Regions from separate parts of the Mus musculus genome. Here regions 2, 3 and 4 are each linked to region 1. Evidence: chromatin contacts called from public ChIA-PET and Hi-C data. All regions are on one chromosome and are shown on one strand. Each heading gives the region's core, a stretch centred on a gene start, on an enhancer-like site or on the middle of the called end of the contact. The rest is flanking DNA. Distances are from core to core; before and after follow the strand shown. Region 1 holds the start of Oxsm (3-oxoacyl-ACP synthase, mitochondrial). Region 2 has its middle 5.1 kb from the start of Gm31804. Region 3 has its middle 28 kb from the start of Gm31804. Region 4 has its middle 120 kb from the start of 1700062C10Rik.

What was found. A called contact is a pair of places that touch in the nucleus more often than the background predicts. ChIA-PET counts read pairs in DNA pulled down with a chosen protein or histone mark.
Region 2: an RNA polymerase II ChIA-PET map of memory CD8 T cells shows a contact between it and region 1, with 166 read pairs. The contact joins the enhancer-like site here to the promoter of Oxsm in region 1. A contact is called at or near these places in 2 of 39 promoter capture datasets (the C10 cell line and pre-B cells), 1 of 484 Hi-C or Micro-C datasets (the MNK3 cell line), 7 of 115 datasets of contacts at active chromatin or transcription factors (the 230-238 cell line, CD8 T cells, double positive thymocytes and 4 more) and 1 of 9 other capture datasets (liver).
Region 3: a contact with region 1 is called in an RNA polymerase II ChIA-PET map of memory CD8 T cells, with 95 read pairs. The contact joins the enhancer-like site here to the promoter of Oxsm in region 1. A contact is called at or near these places in 5 of 115 datasets of contacts at active chromatin or transcription factors (double positive thymocytes, effector CD8 T cells, memory CD8 T cells and 2 more) and 1 of 9 other capture datasets (liver).
Region 4: a contact with region 1 is called in a Hi-C map of rod photoreceptor, with 2.4 times the contacts expected there. The contact joins the enhancer-like site here to the promoter of Oxsm in region 1. A contact is called at or near these places in 1 of 484 Hi-C or Micro-C datasets (rod photoreceptor) and 3 of 115 datasets of contacts at active chromatin or transcription factors (double positive thymocytes, embryonic stem cells and stem cell-derived neural progenitor cells).

What each region holds. Positions count from the first base shown.
Region 1 is chr14:16,241,876-16,244,722 of GRCm38.p6, forward strand. It overlaps Oxsm (3-oxoacyl-ACP synthase, mitochondrial), which reads right to left and starts at 1,456. Exons shown (of 3, transcript NM_001359883.1): 1 at 1,415-1,456; 2 at 1-923. The coding sequence starts at 892.
Region 2 is chr14:15,768,589-15,771,323 of GRCm38.p6, forward strand. No RefSeq gene overlaps it. Among named protein-coding and RNA genes, the nearest start is that of Gm31804, 5.1 kb to the right of the region's middle. Within about 2 kb of position 1,438, at least 67 of the 459 cell types and tissues checked have an H3K27ac peak or open chromatin away from gene starts, as enhancers often do. A contact at or near this core is called in the 230-238 cell line, CD8 T cells, the MNK3 cell line and 6 more, where this site is marked.
Region 3 is chr14:15,745,750-15,748,449 of GRCm38.p6, forward strand. No RefSeq gene overlaps it. Among named protein-coding and RNA genes, the nearest start is that of Gm31804, 28 kb to the right of the region's middle. Within about 2 kb of position 1,287, at least 53 of the 459 cell types and tissues checked have an H3K27ac peak or open chromatin away from gene starts, as enhancers often do. A contact at or near this core is called in double positive thymocytes, effector CD8 T cells, memory CD8 T cells and 2 more, where this site is marked.
Region 4 is chr14:15,916,629-15,919,328 of GRCm38.p6, forward strand. No RefSeq gene overlaps it. Among named protein-coding and RNA genes, the nearest start is that of 1700062C10Rik, 120 kb to the right of the region's middle. Within about 2 kb of position 1,308, at least 3 of the 459 cell types and tissues checked have an H3K27ac peak or open chromatin away from gene starts, as enhancers often do. A contact at or near this core is called in rod photoreceptor, where this site is marked.

The sequences.
Region 1 (2,847 bases), core at 206-2,705:
TCCGAGCTCCTCTCTGAACAGCATGCTCATGTTCTTCCAGCACCAGCACAGCAGCTCCCTCACCCATGACAAAACCATCTCTCTCTGGATGAAACGGCCGGCAGGCTAGCTTAGGATCTGGGTTTGAGCTCAGAGCCCGGGCTCTGGAAAACCCAGCGAGAGATAATGGACTAATGCAAGAGTCTGTGCCCCCAGCCACCATCACATCTGCGTCACCATGGGCTATGAATCTAAAGGAGTCTCCCACAGCATGTGCACCTGTGGTGCAGGCTGTGGACACTGAGTGATTGGGGCCCTTGAGTTTGTAGCGAATGCTAACCTGGCCTGCAGCCATATTGATCAGAATCTTAGGGACAAAGAATGGGCTGACTTTATTATAACCTTTGGTCTGAAACAGCAAAGCAGTTTCAGAAATAACTTCAAGAGGAACCATGCCCATGCCAATGGCAACGCCAGTAGCCACCTGATCTGCTTCTCGTTTCGGATGCCAGCCGGAGTCTTTCAGGGCCAACTCTGCTGCCCCAACAGCCATGATGGTGGAAGAAGACATGGACTTGGCATCTGATTTGGACACAAAGTTTTCTTCATTAAACTGACCTTCATGTGGACCTCTTGGTACATAAGCAGCTACACTGCAAGGGATATTCTTGTACTCATCACCAACCACAGAAACAATTCCACTTTCTCCTCGGAGAAGCCGATCCCAAACTAGTTGAGTCCCAACGCCAAGTGGTGTCACTAGGCCAATGCCTGTGATGACAACTCGTCTGCGCAACATGGCTGCTGGCACAGTTCCATAAAATCTGTGTTTGCTTATTAACCAAGAATATGACGCTGGATATGGATGGGAGATTGTGGCTTTTAGAAAATGTTGCAAGCATTTTGACAACATGGTTGAAATTCAGAAGATCAGAAACACATTCCTGGAATAGACCACAAGAGACAGCAAGCATCATTTAAACGACAGTAGAATCTTACACACACCCTAGGTGTGACTGTGGTCACAGAGAAATGCAACCCTCGCTTGGACTTAACTTTTATTTGTAATCTATGAGGTCCTTCAGACTGTCAACTGATAGCTAGCTCACTGGGTTTTACAACGCCAACCCACCCTACAGGGGGCATCCTTCTTCAGGCTCACCGAAGATTACTGTACAGTGTGGACTGAGTCCATGTGGCATTTCTAAGATTAATGCACAGGAGGCCGCCTCAGGCCCATTCTGCCTTGTGCACTTTATCTACTTCCGTGTAGGGCAGATAACCTTTCAGGCGGTCCCGCCACAGCCCAGCACCGCCGTATTAGGAAGGCCGGGTGTAACTTCCCGAGCTCAGCGTTAGGAGCTCTCAGGGATTCACAGCCACGCGACGCCCTCCACCCCTACCCTGAAACCCGGGTGCACACTGCAGTCACTACCTGAAACAAGCCTTTGCGGGCGCCCACCGAGTGCGCATGCGCACTCATCCGCAGCGCAGCGTTTCCGCCCGGTGCCTGATGTCAGAGGTCAGACGCTCCGGCCAGAGCTTCCTCCGGGTTCCGGGTTGTGAGTGCCCCGCTCTAGCCTCAGAGCCTGTTTTGATCGCTTGGGAAACCTCACCTAGTCAACAGCGATAATGCCTAGATATTCCTGTGCTGCCAGAGAAGGGCGGCTGTCATTTCCCCAGGACATTCCGGGGAGGACCTATAGCTGTAGCCTCCCTGGTAGCTCTGTAGAAAATATTCATAGAACTCTTCAGAATGTCACCAAGAAACCGAGGTCGTTTGGGGAAACATCTAAATGCCACGTAGACAATAAAATAATACTATGGCTGAATACTTAGAAATGTGCAAAGACGTTGAGAATTTGTTAGGAGACGTTAGTTACAAAACTTTTAAAGGTTTGCAAAGAGATCAGATAATGGTACCGCTCAATTTCAGCACCTGGGCGGCAGAGGATCAGGAGCTCTGTCCTCAGCTGTGGAGAGAGTGCAAAGGGAGCCTGGGCTACCAACCTGAAGACTTTGTCTTTAAAATATAACAAAACCTAACGTCTGTAGTGATCTGCAGTGCTTATGGTGTCCCCTCTACCTCCATTTTTCCTTACCTTTATTTACTTTAGCAAATGATGTAAACAGCTACTTCTGTAACAATAAAAAGGGCTGACTCATGACAGGAAGTGACCAGAAGATTGCCCAATATCTGAAGTGGAAATTCCTGAGCTTACGAAAGTTTTACTTGCTCAGAGATAAATCTGTAATGGATAAGTAGGATAAGTAGCAACACAGCCAGGGGATGTCTATTAACTGTTCAAGTCTGTCCCACGTGTGAGCTTTGCTTTTTCTTCAGATAAAGGATAGACTATGCTATCTTGTAGTCATGATTATATATTTTCTTGTGGGCAATAACCTCTTCAGGCCATCGTTGCCACGTATGCTTGCTTTCCAAATGTAGAAAAGAATCTGAGGTAAGTTTAGCTATTTCCTCATTACTCCTGGATATGATTTATTGTCTACTCTGTCTAAAATGTTTAAGAAAATTCAACTTGTTCCTGATCCAGTAGCTCACCATTTGCTTAGTATGATCTCCCTGCAGTGAAAATTGTGCTGTTTCCTCCAGTACCTTTTGGCAATTTGTTTTACATACAAATTTCTGATCTCAAAAGGCATTGGGGTATGTGGACTGTGGAAGGTTAGCTGAAAGGGGAACTCTGTCTATGCAGCCATGGAGAAGTCATGTCATCATCCATGCTGCAGTGAAACTTTCTGGCCGTGCAGATGCCCTAGGCACTTACTCCTGTAAGGAACCCTTCACCCATGCTCTGAAGTAAGCTGAATAAACTTAGAGTGCCCTAAGTCGGACCTGGGGATTTT
Region 2 (2,735 bases), core at 188-2,687, 470 kb before region 1:
AACATTCACAGGCCTTCTTTCAGGCTTTACATCACTCTTCAGATGCTCTGCTGAGGTCCCATATTTTCCTAGCTATCTTTTCATCCATCACTCTAGATGTGGAAAACAAGATCGTGATCTTGTGGTCATCTTAGCCACATAGTACATACTGTCATTCTGTCACTTCTGAAACATGCCCTTTCTTTGCTGTCTTCCAGTCTTGTATGTTGAAAAGATGAGCTTCCTGTAGATACTGTTGGCCAGTACCAATTATTGTGAGTTTGTTTACAGTTCTTGAAGCAAGAACATCAGAAGTGTTCAGGTATAGAGCCCATGGAGCACACTCCCAGACCCACCTGTGCTCTCAGTAACTGGATAACATTCAATAGTCCCTCTGGCAAGCATACTGAATTATGTCCCTTACACTATGGCACCAATGGAAGGGAAAACACACAACACAAAAGTGATGAGATCAAGTAAACACTAGATTGTGATCAGACTTTACAGAACAGCCCTTCATGAGGGGGCAAAATAGCTTCAGAATTTAGACCCATGGCACCACTTCCAACAATAAACAGATGGATCTAAAGTCCTGAATCCCACTATGATCAGCCAAACCCATGGCTCCCCTGGGGTCTGAAGGCGAAGTAATGCATGATGGGAAATGCCTGTGATTCTAGGTGGAACCCTGAGGTAATGTACCAGTCACCAGGTCACTGTGACCATGACTTTACTGACCTTTTTGACTTTGAATTGTAGTGGTGATAGATTCTGAGATTTTTTGGGGGGGATAGTCACAGGATTCCTAACAGTAGCATATGCCTGTCCACATGCCCATGTAATACCAACCCTCATGCCTGCTGGCTTCTCTAAGTTGGTCCTTGGGGAACACTTTCAGTGTCAGCTCACTAACCCTGTCTTTTACAATTCTTGGCACTCTATTTTGTACATTTGAGAAGAAATAAAAGTGCTAACCCAGCTTGATGAGCCCTGTGTGGTTCTGGTTCTCTACATTGAGCGTTGGTTTTTTTGTTCCTGGAATAAAAATGATCCAGAAGATTTTACAGCCATTGAAACATTTGTTCGCTGTGCTGAGAACTTAAGAGGACATTCTAAAATGGTTTTCAAAATGTTTTTATGATGATGACATCAGCTGATATGAGTTTACTGTCTCTTGAGGCAAAGATCTTGAAAGCATTAGTGCTCTATTGCCAGCCCATGTCATCTTTGTTTGGCCCTCAATGGGACACAATTCCGGGTGTTTTATTCACCCTCAAAACACTTCGTTTCAAAGGGAGTTTAAACACTGTATAATAAACAGTAAAATTCAGGAGCAGAAAAAAATGAAAATGTAGGTGAGACAAGAAGGAAGTGAGAAACAGTCTTACAGAAAGCAACACTGCAGCCACAGTGTGAACCACAGTGTGACACCCATGGGAAAGGGAAACCAAGCCGCAGCCATGAGACAGGAAGAAGCCGGCTGCTGGGAAAGAATGACGTCACTTTCAGCAGTTACTCTTTTCTGGTAGAACGGGGAGGGTCAGACACGTTTTCTTCAGAAAAAAAAAAGAAAAGAAAAAAAAGAATGGAAAAATGGTTCCAATCAGTTCTGTCTCAGTGCCAGAAGGAATGAGACCCATGCTGCTGCACATCAGGTCAGTCCACAGGATGTGGCTGCATCCTTCACAGCTTTCTAAATGCAGAAGCTTTGAATCAGTAAGCCTGCTTTTAGTGAAATACAGTTTCAAGTCCAATTATGATGATATACACCTGTAACTCCATCAGGAGCTGAGACAGGAGGGCCACTTCTCCAAGATAACTCCTTCAGTGAACACAGGACTCCTAAAGTCAACACAGCCATGGAGGTTGCATGAGAGAACTTGCCCAAACCATGAAGCCTTGAGCCTTACCTTTCTTGGCATTTTAAGCACAAAAAAAAAAAAAAAAAAAAAAAAAAAAAACCATATCCTGGTCAGAACACTTCAGTTAACAAGAGCAGTTAGCAAGAAGTAGAACTGCAGGAGCAAAAAAGCAGTTAGTACATTTGTGGCTTTTCCAGCCACATCCCTGGACCATTGATGTAACCTTTGTATCTATTTTGTGAGGTGGTTTAGGTCTAAGTTCTTGTGTCAGATGTCCCCGCCTATGTTCTGAGTTCCAACACCTGAATGGGTTTCTGTCATTGCAATAGTTGTGCTAAGGTCTGGGAGCATGTTAGTTATATCATAAGCATGAGTCCAGCCTGAGGTACATATCCTGCCTCATGATATCAATCAAATAATAATAATAATAATAATAATAATAATAATAATAATAATAATAATAATAATAATTCAATTGAGAATACTTAATTTTGAATAATATAAATACCACTAAGAAAAGTAATTTGTAAATAATCCCCAAACTCATTTGATCGAGTCAATTGTGAACTAATAATTAATAGTTAAGATGTAAGGATTGTTACTCCCAAATATTTTTAACATAGAATATATGACATATCTCCTCCTCTCTGAGAGATATGAGGCTGCACTATCTTATTACATACCTCTGAAGATTTCAGCTAAGTCACACACATCTAATGATGCTGGTCAGGAGTCATCTCCACACAGTGGACATGAGAGCTGGAAATTGTTAGGTACATGATAATGTTTGAGACAAGGTGGGCAAACTAAAGAATGATTAAAAAGTATCATTAAATCAGCTCTCAGAAAACGATTCTAAAATTCATTGTCATTCATTTTTTTCTGTTTGCTCCA
Region 3 (2,700 bases), core at 37-2,536, 500 kb before region 1:
TATTTTCTGATTCTATTTTAAAAGCTGAACTCAGTTGCCTGGTTGGAACTTTGGGGCTCATACAATGTTTTTGATGCTTTCTCTAAACTTGGAAACTCCTCGGTGTCACAGCCCAAAGGTGACATTCACCCATCACAGGCCACTCAACTCTGATGTGAGTATTTAGCAAAAATAGGTTGCCCACAGACGGTACCAGTCATTTACCTGACTGGCCTTATCCCCACTCCCTAGACACAGAAGTGAAATTTCAGAAATGAAAGTCGCTTGCTCAGGAATTGCAAAGAATGAAGCAAGAGCTGGATCCCTCCCCTTTTCTGTAGATTCTTCTGCTCTGTCTTTCTAAAAGGAAACATTTTGAACAAATAGAATCACAACAGACAACTCTATTAGATTCTCAGGCCTACCTGCTACATGTTACTTTTACAGTGGCAGTAGCCTTCCTCTTGGATACAAAAACCACCTTTAACATCTGTCAGCAGGATTCTCAGCCTGTGGTACAAAGCATGCCTGAGATTCCTGCTTAGGCTGGGCTGGAGCTCTGATAGGGAAAGCATGTTTACAGTGCTCTTTTGGGTCAATCACATTTTAGGATTTTTCCACACAGGGAAATTAAGTTTTCTTAATTAAATTTTAAAACCAGTGACATAAGAGGACTCAATAAATTATCATAGAAGCTAGTTGTGCTGAGCCACAGAACTTGAGAACTAAGGTTTGAACTATATGGTTACACACACACACACACACACACACACACACACACACACACACACACACACACACACACATATATATATATATATATATATATATATATATATATATATTCCCTATAGCACAGTAACTCCTCATCTTAAACACTAACCAACTGAAAATTATATTATCTCATGGAATTGACTTGAAGGAGTAAAGACTATTTTATCTCATGAAAGTACATATGCAAGGAAGCACACAACAGAACCTGGATATACTGGAGAGTGGAGGCTAGGATTAGAGGAGGATGCTTAAGCTCCTCCTCACATGGTTCTTAGTGGGATACACGGATACCAGCCAAAGCCAGCTTTAACTTCCTCCACTAGATACTTCTCTAAGATTGAATCAAATTGCTTTGTACGAACCTCTACCTGCTAGTTGATGGAAATCCCTTTACAGCAGATAAAGAGCATCCCGCATGAGTGACTACTGAGCACTAGGAGTCCAATTTGAGACCAAATATAAACACAAGATTAAATGTGAAGCCACAGGGTCCCCATCTGCCAGCATTGTGTTCTCTAAGAAGCATCACGAGACCTTCACTGAAGCCCAAGACAGGCGAGGCTCTGCCTAGTTACCACCTGGGTATGACTCAGAAACCCACTTCCTCTCACCAATCCCCCATCAAGTTACACATTTTTCTTAGTTTTTTTTTTTTCTGCTTAATATTTTTAATTTATTTTTATTAGGTATTTTCTTCATTTACATTTCCAATGCTATCCCAAAAGTCCCCCATACCCCCCCCCACTTCCCTACCCACCCACTCCCACTTCTTGGCCCTGGCATTCCCCTGAACTGAGGCATATAAAGTTTGCAAGACCAATGGGCCTCTCTTCCCAATGATGGCTTAATTTTTATTTTTCAAAGCCTCAGTAGCATTTTTTAAAAGCAGTTTGTAGGCAGTGTGAGTGTGAAGTGGTCTCTCCTTTGATAACACAAAGGGACAGTGAAGCAAGAACATGTGGGAACGTGATGAAGTAGGAGAGAGATGCTAGCTGAGCAACTTCAGGAGGGAGTCTCAATAATTAGCAATTTTGTTTTTAACCATTGTGGGCACTTCCATTTGTCCAGGTGTCCTGGCCTGGCCTGAAGCTGGAAATACCTGGGTTCTATCAGTAGTTCTGCCCTGCAAACTAAAATACCAAAAATACCAAATTGTTTAAGGGTGCTGACAGTACTCTGGTTTTTTTTTTTTTTTTTTTTTTTTGGTTTTTTTTTTGTTTTGTTTGTTTTGTTTTTTAATTTAACTTATCCTTTTCAGAATAGCAGCTGAAGCCTGGAACCTGTGGATGATCAGATACTTCACTAACCTTTAAGGGTGTGCCAGCAGAAGGTGTGCCAGGCAAGACACAGAAATGACAAGTCACATGAAGACCTCATGTGTAGGACAACTGTCCTGCTCAGCTCACTTCTCGTGCTTAGAGCAGGTTGATTATGACAACACTTTCCTGGGATCTATTTCGACTCTAAAGAATTTCTTCTTGTTTCATCTCTCATACATTCTCAACTATAATAAAATTCCTTTCGGAAACTCATTCTTTACATGGCATAAGACCATAGGACCATAGAGAGGAAGGTGGCACTGGAAGGTGCTCATGAGTACTTGTCCTTGCATCTTTAGCATCTGTACTAAGAAGACTACAAGTTACCTGTAGCCCAATGGAGGGCTTTTTCATTAAAGTCTTTGCATTTTGAAAGAGTCTGTGACTATTTGGAATGAAATAATTTAGATGAGCTTCTTCTGCTGGTGTTTTATGAAATGCCATTCTGAATGTGTTTTCATGGAATGGTGTTGTGTTGGTCAGGGAGCTATAGAATGTCTGACATATATATCTTAATCATAGCCTTTGATTCCTCTGGACCCAGAGAAGATCAATTAATCTGAGTACAGTAGTGTTTGCCTATAGCCGATACTTACTAACCAGTGCTGACTGGGTGGACCAGTGTAGA
Region 4 (2,700 bases), core at 58-2,557, 330 kb before region 1:
TAAAATGAAAATGCTCGCAGAGAAAGAAATGAGAATCCAGAATAAACTGAAAACCATTCCTGAGGCCTGCCTGCTCTGGCCTTTTTCACAGGCATCAATAAATCCCATTCGTTGGCAAAGCTGGTTGATTCTCTTTTTCATCCTATAATGAAAAGTCTCTGGGAGTGTACCTGAATAAATTGGGTGCAGGGAGAAGTCAAAAGCTGATGGAATTTGGGGCAGCAAGATGGAGGGCTCAGTGTCTGAAAATAATCTCCTCTGAGCAAAGTCCAGAAGAAAATGCAGAAAACATCCAGTGCTGGCAATGAGGAGATAATTGCCTAATCACGGTTTGGGCACAGCATGCAAGAAGGGCGATGGTTCTTCCCAGTAGGGTTGTGAAGAAGAAAATTATTCATTGTCCAAGTTAGTAAAAGCTGAAATCCTTCATCCATGTGTTATTGTTCTCTGTGATGACTCCATAATATTTTATTAATTTATTTATACTTAAAAAGGAACCAATTTTTCTACCAACCTAGAGAAGATGAGTTAGGATGGTAAGGAAATGAAGAGCTACGCTTTAATGATAGAAATGTAAACTGTGTTCATTCATAAATCATCTGGGTAAGGCAGAATCTTGTTTGTGAATCACTGGACTACTTATTTTCAGTGTGTGTGTGTGTGTGTGTGTGTGTGTGTGTGTGTGTGTGTGTGTGTGCGTGTGCGTGTGCGCGTGCGTGTGCGTGTACATGTAGGGGGGGGATGCATTTTTATGATGTTCCTGTATAAGTCAGAGGACATCCTGCGGCAGTCCCCTTGAACCACTTGGGTCATGTCCTCAGGCTTGGTGGCAAGTACCTTAATCTGCTTAGCCATCTGGCCTGTCCCCTCACAGTTATTTTAAGTACCTAAGCCTGGACTTCTGGATAAAGTGATACAGTTTAAGCAGTTGCTGGACACTATCGACCAGAAATCCCTAACCCCATTCCCACCTCATTCTGCTTTGAGATTTCTGTAGAAAACTAAAACCAAAGTAATTTTTTTGTTGAATCAGAACTAGGATTGAACCTCTGCCTGAGCCTGAGCCCTCCATCTCTTTCTTTAACTATAGTTGGAAGCATTATAGCTCATTTGCTTGCAGACTAATTTATTCTATGGTAAGAAGCCTCTTGATTTGGATACTGAAATTGCAACCACTTACTTGTTGGTTGCTTTTAATTTGCAATTCAATACCAAATTCTCCATTTCCTCATATGTTTGTTCCTGAGTCACTGCTTTTAAAAAGAAGGCTGCTATCCTGATTCACTCCTGTGACCCCTGAGTTGGAAGCCAGAAGGAGGACCCAGAGTTCACACTGTTCTGGTTGTTTTTTCATCAACTTGAGACACTCTAGAGTCATCTGAAAAATCTCCTCACCCAATTGGCCTATAGGCCAGCCTGTGGGGCATTTTTCTTGTTCAATGATTGATGTGGATAGCCCAATCCATTGAAATGACCCTACCCGTAAGTTAGTCCTGTGTTGTATAAAAGGCAGGCTGAGCGAACCATGAGGAGAAAGCCAGTACACAGTGTTCCTCCATGACTTCTGCTTCAGTTCCTAACTCAGGGTTCCTCCACTGACTTCTTTCAGTGATGAACTATAAGTATAAATTTCAACTATAAACCCTTTCCTTTCCAAACTGCTTTTGGTCACACTGTTTTTCACAGCAAAAGAAATCCTAAGACACAAGATCATCCTTGGCTACAAAAGGAATTAAAGGCAAGCCTGAATAACATGAGATCATATCTCAAAACAAACAAACAAGTACCTTTTCTAGAGTCACCATAACAAAACAGCACAAACTGAAAAGCTCACATAATGTAAATCGATTTTCCCACAATTCTAAGTTCTGAAAGTCTAAGATCAAGGTGATGACAGAACCTTCTAAGGCTTCTCTAATTTTCTTGTGTGTAGTAAATATTAGTGGGCCAATTTACCCTTTCTCTTTAGTGTGCCCAAATTTCTTCTTATAGTTATGTTGCTCAGATTAGACTAGGCTCACTTCAATGAATTCACTTAAGTCAGACATTTCCATAACAGAGATACAATGTGTCAGGGCTTCAACCTGTTCACTGGGAGAAGTGACTTAGCTCCTAAAACCATGCCTAAAAGCTATCAAGGGTGGTCTGGAAAAAATCAAGAGAGCGCCAGGAACAGCTCAAATAATCAGGATAGTTCAAGAGACAAAGAACCCTGAGGAAGGCTGCTTATGAATTCTGAGCAAAAAGCAATGCTGGAGCTACTACAATACCCAATCTCAGATTATATCACAAAGCCAAATGAAAACTATGAAGACTATGGATCTTCCACTTAAACCCAGCAGAGGGCCCCAAGGTCCCCAGAGGACTCTCCCTGACTCAGGCCCTCTAGCACGCCCAGGGCCTCAGGATCATGGGTGAGTGGAACACAACATCAGTTCCAAACAATCCCAGAGCATCTTGTGCCAGCACTAACAGGGACAAAGGAACCTGGCTTGACTACAGGCTGGGATTCATTCCAGTAGGGGCCAACCTCGAGCCATCTTCCTCGCAAACCTGGCAGAGGGCCCCAAGGTCCCCAAAGGACTCTCCATGCCACAGGACCCCTAGCACACCCAGGACCTTGGGATCTCTTGAGAGCACGTGAGCAGCAGAAGCAACAGAGCTTCTTGGACAGGGTCCCTTCAGGCCTTCATCCTCAGC